2 separate regions of the Sus scrofa genome follow, and region 2 is linked to region 1. Evidence: chromatin contacts called from public Hi-C data. All regions are on one chromosome and are shown on one strand. Each heading gives the region's core, a stretch centred on a gene start, on an enhancer-like site or on the middle of the called end of the contact. The rest is flanking DNA. Distances are from core to core; before and after follow the strand shown.

Region 1 (2,930 bases), core at 111-2,610:
CTGGCGTCTCTCTCTCCCTCCCACCCCGGGTGCAGGTTTGGGGGCGGCCCTGCCGTGAACCACCTGTACGTGTGCTCCATCTGCCAGGTGGAGATCGAGGCGCTGGCCAAGCGCAGGCGGATCGAGATTGACACCTTCATCAAGGTGCGCGGGGCGGGGCTGGGGCGGGGCGGGGGGGGGGGGGGGGGGGGGGGGGGGGGGGGGCGGGGCTGGGGCAGGCGGGGCGGGGCGGGCTGGGGAGCCGGTACCCTGGCCACACCTGGAAGGTGTTCACTGGCAGGAGTTGGGCTGAGGAAGTCGATCCCTCTGCTTGGGGGACTGTTGAACAGCTATTAAAGGCGTAGGTGCGGCCATTTGGGGCTGAATGAACCTTTATTTATTTTTTTTTTTACTTTTTCTTTTTGTCTTTTGTATTTTCAGGGCCACACCTGCGGCATATGGAGGTTCCCGGGCTAGGGGTCTAATCAGAGCTGTAACTGCTGACCTACGCCACAGCCACAGCAACGCCAGATCCTTAACCACTGAGCGAGGCCAGGGATCGAACCCTCAACCTCATGGTTCCTAGTCGGATTCGTTAACCACTGAGCCACGATGGGAACTCCAATAACAATCAAATATAAATAAATAAAAATAAACTGATGTCGCCATGCTTCATTTTAAAAAAAGAAAGAACAGGGGCTTAGGGACCCTCCGTCATTCAACCATAGAGGGTTGGATAAAAGACACTCTGCTTTGTGGCTGTTCAAAAATGATGCGTCAAATTAGTTAACGAGTGAGCCAGGGGATCAAACTAGTGAACGAGTGAGCCAGAGGGTTCTATTCAATGGGCGGGGGTGGGGGGAATAGCATCTGCCCCGTGATCTCAATTGCGTTTTTAAAAAGTTGTGGCTCAGCAATAACGAACCTGACTAGGATCCATGAGGATGCAGGTTTGGTTCCTGGCCTCGCTTGGTGGGTTAAGGAGCCGGTGTTGCCATGAGCTGTGGTGTAGGGATCCCGAATGGCTGTGGCTGTGGCTGTGGCGTAGGCCAGCAGCTGTAGCTCCAATTCAACCCCTAGCCTGGGAACCTCCATATGCTGCAGGTGCGGCCCTAAAAAGGGGAAAAAAAAAAAAGTCACTGACAAGAGAGTCCCCAAAATGTTAGGGGCAGCTGTCTGAGTGGTGGGATTGTGGGAGATATTTACTTTCTGTGAGCTTGTCTGGCACGTCTGAATTTGCTGTTGAGGATCTCGGGTTCTGTGAGTCTGATGAGGACTGGCGGGGTTCGGGGCCTTCACGCCGCCCCTGCCCTCCGCCCCGTCCAGCTGAACAAGGCGTTCCAGGCCGAGGAGTCGCCCAGCGTCATCTACTGCATCAGCATGCAGTGGTTCCGGGAGTGGGAGGCCTTTGTCAAGGGGAAGGACAACGGTGAGTCAAGCAGGGGCCGCACCAGGGGGGACTTGGGGCTGCCGGTGCGGGGAGCGTCCCCGCTCCCTGCGGGGCCGGGGAGCGGCTGCTCTTCCCTCCTGCCAAGCCCTTTCCCTGGGGATTCTGTTGCACAAATAACAGCCTTTAGTTGATAGACGGCTTCAGACTCTTAGCAAAGGACTTGGACCCTGCGTCCTCTGGCCCCTTGATTACAGGGGTGGAAACAGCCCCATCACAGGGCCACTCCCGAGTCCCCCGTGGTCCTCGGAAGGGAACAGCAGAACCCAAGCCCCGCCCTGCACACGGCCCCCCTCACTGCCCCCGAGTCCCACCCCCGGCTGCCGGAGCAGGGTTTGGGGCCTGGCGGAGTCCGCAGAGCCTGGAGGTTCTGGGCGGTGGATGTTCATCTTTCGGAGCATAAGCACCACCAGTGCTCCGGGAAGGGAAGCGCCTGGAGAACCCAGCTCTAGAGTCACAGCCCCCTGGACCCTGGCTCTGGCTTGTGCCAGCCCTGCCCGGCAGTTCCCTCAGCTGTGTCGCCTCCCGCAGTTGTCGAGGCTTTCAAGAGCTAGTGGGGTGCACGGGAAGGGCGCTCAGCAGGTGACTGTTGACATCAGATTAGGTCAAGGTCACCCGGCACTGGACATCCCCCCACCTCACCATGCTAGGGGCCCCTGCTGGGTCCAGGGATGCCCCGAGTCCCTTCTGGCTGTCAGACTTGAGTAGGTGAGCCTTTGGAGCCCCGAGCCCCTCACCCTGCGAGAACTTGACCCTGACCCCTCGGGCCCAGGACACAGGCATCTCTGGGATCACAGGTGTCAGAATCACACCTGGAGAATGGCTCTCGTCTGTTGGGGGGTGGCGGGCCATGGCGGGGCTGGGACTGGGGCTTCTTCCCGCTGCTGCTGAGGCCCAGAGGCCCTGAGCCAGGCTGCGTCTGTTCCAGAGCCCCCCGGGCCCATTGACAACAGCAGGATCGCCCAGGTCAAAGGCAGCGGCCACATCCAGCTGAAGCAGGGTGAGCCTCCCAAGCCCCCCGGGCTCCCCTCTTCCCCCCTGGCTTCCAGGGCCTTCCAGGAGCCTCCTTGTCACCTGTCTGAGTCGGGCTTCATGCATCGGAGACCAGGCCAGGGCTTGAGCAGATGGGCCAAGGTGCTTGGCCTCTGGGGATCCTCCAGCACCACCACCCCCATTCTGCCCCTCACCCACCTGCCCTTTTGGTGTGAATCCCACCCCCTGGGAAACCAGGGGCCACTCTCGTTGTGCCCTCTGGGGTCCTCAGAGAGTGGACGTTCCCCTGGAAAATCCCAGGATGCCATCCACAGCTGCGCACTGAAGCCGGGGGCTGTCCCACCCCCCCAAACGGGGCCTGGCCCTCCCGGACCCCCCCTGCCAGGACGTCGGCTTCTGCAAGCCCAGCCTGACCGGTACCCTGGGGGCCCCGCAGGAGCTGACTACGGGCAGATCTCAGAGGAGACCTGGGTGTACCTGCTCAGCCTGTACGGCGGCGGCCCCGAGATCG
Region 2 (2,930 bases), core at 299-2,798, 300 kb after region 1:
GGAGAGAAGGTGCTGGAAGACACACGGGAGGGAATCAAAGACAGCGTGGGAAAGCAGCATGGGAGAGTGGCTGGGGGCACAGCTTCCAGAATCAGACCTGGTTCTCAGCCAGCCTCCACCGCTTGACATTGGGCGTGTATTCGAACTGATGGGGTTTTCTGGTAAAAATGTGGACCCCAGTTAGAGACAGGCAATGATGCCACAGCCCCCCCCAGACAACATTACAACAAAAGCAAATCTTAGGTCAAATTCTGCTAAATGTTCAAATATTTACTAGCAAGAAGGTGCAAAGGTACAAAAGACTTGCCTGTTCAGAGAGTGGGGGGACCCAGCACCCCAGGGACCCCAGGGGCCCCAGAGCACAGCTCTGAAAACCTCAGGCTGTGGGCTGTCTTCCTTGGTGGTACAAAGATGTTCCGTTCCCTGGAATCTTTCTGGCAACGATTTCTCTCCATCACACACTTCTCTTATGAAAAATGATTCCTAACATCCTTTGGCTAATGAATAAACTCTGTGGTGTAGATTTTAATTACAATGCATATTGAAAAGGTTAATGGAGAGCAGATGCCTGACTAGGGTGTTTCAAATACTAAGGGACTGTCATTGAGGTGGAGACTGGAGGTAATTTACATGCACACGTGCTCAGATGCCACGATGCCTCTGAAGCATTCAAAGCCAAAGCGCTGGGAAGCCCAGGATCCAGCTCAAAGGTGAAGGTGTCTGGGGCAGTGTGTCCTGAGGATGGGGAGCCCTCAGTGGGTGCTAGCTGTCCCTGGTGGTGGCTCTGGTCTTTTCCAGGCAGGCTTGAGAGGTGTCTATGGGGACGAGGTTTGGAGACCCCGATGTTGTGGGCACGTGATGGGTCGTCGTCCCTTGCTCTGGATCAGGTTGCAGTCTGCACTGACCTCCCCCTGACTCAGGCTACCTTGGGCAGATCACTGGGTGGAAGCCCAGAGGAGGCATAGCCCTGGCCACTTCCTTCGCATCTGGGCCAACCAATTTACCAGGCTGGCTCAGACTGGCTGCTGTTCTCTGTGACAGCATGGGTGAACCCCCTCCCCACTTTTTCCCACTGTGAGCCTATCCCTCCTGCCCTCTGCAAACCCCAAATGCACGTCTGCATGATAGACAGCATCTCCCTAAATCTTACTCCCTGGATCCCAGCTCAGGGCATCACCAAGCATGGAGAAGAGAAGAAAAAGACAAGTGGGCAGTGGGCGGGAGGGTGAGGAATGCAATGCAGACCCCTGTCCTGATGTGGCCACCCCCTCCCTGCCACCTTTCTGGGGGGGTCCACTGCAGCCGGCCCAGCCACTGGGGCATGTCCCTCTGTGACAGCGCCTGGCTCACCTCCAGGGTCAGAAACTTTGTAGCCCCTAGTTCCCTGGCTGGGAAGAGGCTGGGAAGGTCCCAAGTTTAGGAAAAGGTGAGCTTGCATAGGTAGGATGGTGCCTTCTGCTTGTTCGCGTATACCTTAACCCTGCTACAGTGGTGCCCAGGGCTGCTTGTGGAAGAAAGGACTACATTTCCCAGCATCCCTTGTAGCTGGGGGTGGCCACGTGACTTGCTTCTCACCAATGGGATGAGAGCAATGAACCCAACTTCCCTTTCTCTTCCCCCTTCCTGCTGGCTGGACCTCCGATTCCGAAACCACTTTCCTGGCTGTTTCTGTGACGCCGTGAAGCGGCCGCACCAGCCCTGGACCATTTGCACTGGGATTGTTAGGAGGGAGGGAAACACAGCTCTAAGATGATTAAGTCCTCTGGGGTCTCGGCCACATTTGAACTCAGCTTAATACACTGAGTGATCCACTGGGTCATTTTAAATGAGTGGATGCCGCTTACACATGTTTGCATCTACACTGGCACCACTGCCAGAGGGATTTAGTAAAAAACCATGCAGTGCAAGGCGCTCCCCTTGTGACCTCTTCTCTCCCAGGTCGTTCCTTCCCCCTCTTCCTTTTTCATCTTTCCCCCATGTCCACTCCTCCATGGGCTCAGGGGGCTGAGGGTCCCAGTGGGAAGGATGCCTGGAGGGAGGGCTTTCTTTTGCCGAAGGACGAGGACGTGAGGGCTAGGCAGAGCCCAGCACCCTGCAGGCTGGCCGCACACTGGGCGCCAGAAGGACCTCACCAGGGGCTTCAAGATGGGGGCATGGTGGCACAGGCAGAACTCCCCACAGTTTCTCCAAACTCATATTTCAGAAATTGGGCTGTTTCCCCAGAGACCTGAGAGAAAACTGTCAACATAAGCAGATCTTAGAGGTAACAAATGTGATGAAGCGTGAAAGAGCTTTGTTTAGAGACCAGGGAGGAAGAGTGGAGAATTGCCACCTGACCAAGGGGGCCCCTTTTGGTCACTGGACTGTTGGCTGCCCCAGAGGCGGGGGGAAGAAGTCTCTATCATATTGTGGAGGGGTCCACTTTAATTTTTGAGGGTGCTGAAGGCTCAATATGTCATGTATCCAAAGGCCTCAGACCAACTAACTCAGTGCTGGCTGTTTTCTTTCTTTTCTTTTTTTCTTTTTTCTTTTTTTGTCTTTTTAGGGCCGCACCTGCGGCATATAGCAGTTCCCAGGCTAGGGGCTGAATCAGAGCTGCACCTGCTAGCCTACGCCACAGCCACAGCAACGCCAGATCTGAGCCATGTCTGCAACCTACACGTCAGTTCACGGCAATGACAGATCCTTAACCCACTGAGAGAGGCCAGGGATCCTCTCTCATATCCTCACAGATACTAGACAGGTCCACTACCGCTGAGCCACAACGGGAACTCCTCTTTTCTTTTTTCTTTCTTTCTTTCTTCTTTTTTTTGGCAGAGCCCACAGAACGTGGAAGTTCCTGGGCCGGGGATTGAACCCACGCACATCAGGGGCCCAAGCTGCTGCACTGAGAACACTGGATCCTAAACCCACTGTGACACAGGAGAAAT

The links. Hi-C and Micro-C count contacts between places; a contact is called where the count stands out from the background.
Region 2: a Hi-C map of retroperitoneal adipose tissue shows a contact between it and region 1, with 3 times the contacts expected there. The contact joins two enhancer-like sites. A contact is called at or near these places in 12 of 47 Hi-C or Micro-C datasets (alveolar macrophages, embryonic fibroblasts, fetal heart ventricle and 8 more) and 2 of 2 datasets of contacts at active chromatin or transcription factors (alveolar macrophages and skeletal muscle).

The regions. Positions count from the first base shown.
Region 1 is chr1:270,032,906-270,035,835 of Sscrofa11.1, forward strand. It overlaps USP20 (ubiquitin carboxyl-terminal hydrolase 20), which reads left to right. Exons shown (of 27, transcript XM_021070139.1): 23 at 36-144; 24 at 1,306-1,408; 25 at 2,355-2,426; 26 at 2,856-2,930. Among named protein-coding and RNA genes, the nearest start is that of USP20, 39 kb to the left of the region's middle. Within about 2 kb of position 1,361, at least 3 of the 83 cell types and tissues checked have an H3K27ac peak or open chromatin away from gene starts, as enhancers often do. A contact at or near this core is called in retroperitoneal adipose tissue, where this site is marked.
Region 2 is chr1:270,336,718-270,339,647 of Sscrofa11.1, forward strand. No RefSeq gene overlaps it. Among named protein-coding and RNA genes, the nearest start is that of HMCN2, 26 kb to the right of the region's middle. Within about 2 kb of position 1,549, at least 47 of the 83 cell types and tissues checked have an H3K27ac peak or open chromatin away from gene starts, as enhancers often do. A contact at or near this core is called in retroperitoneal adipose tissue, where this site is marked.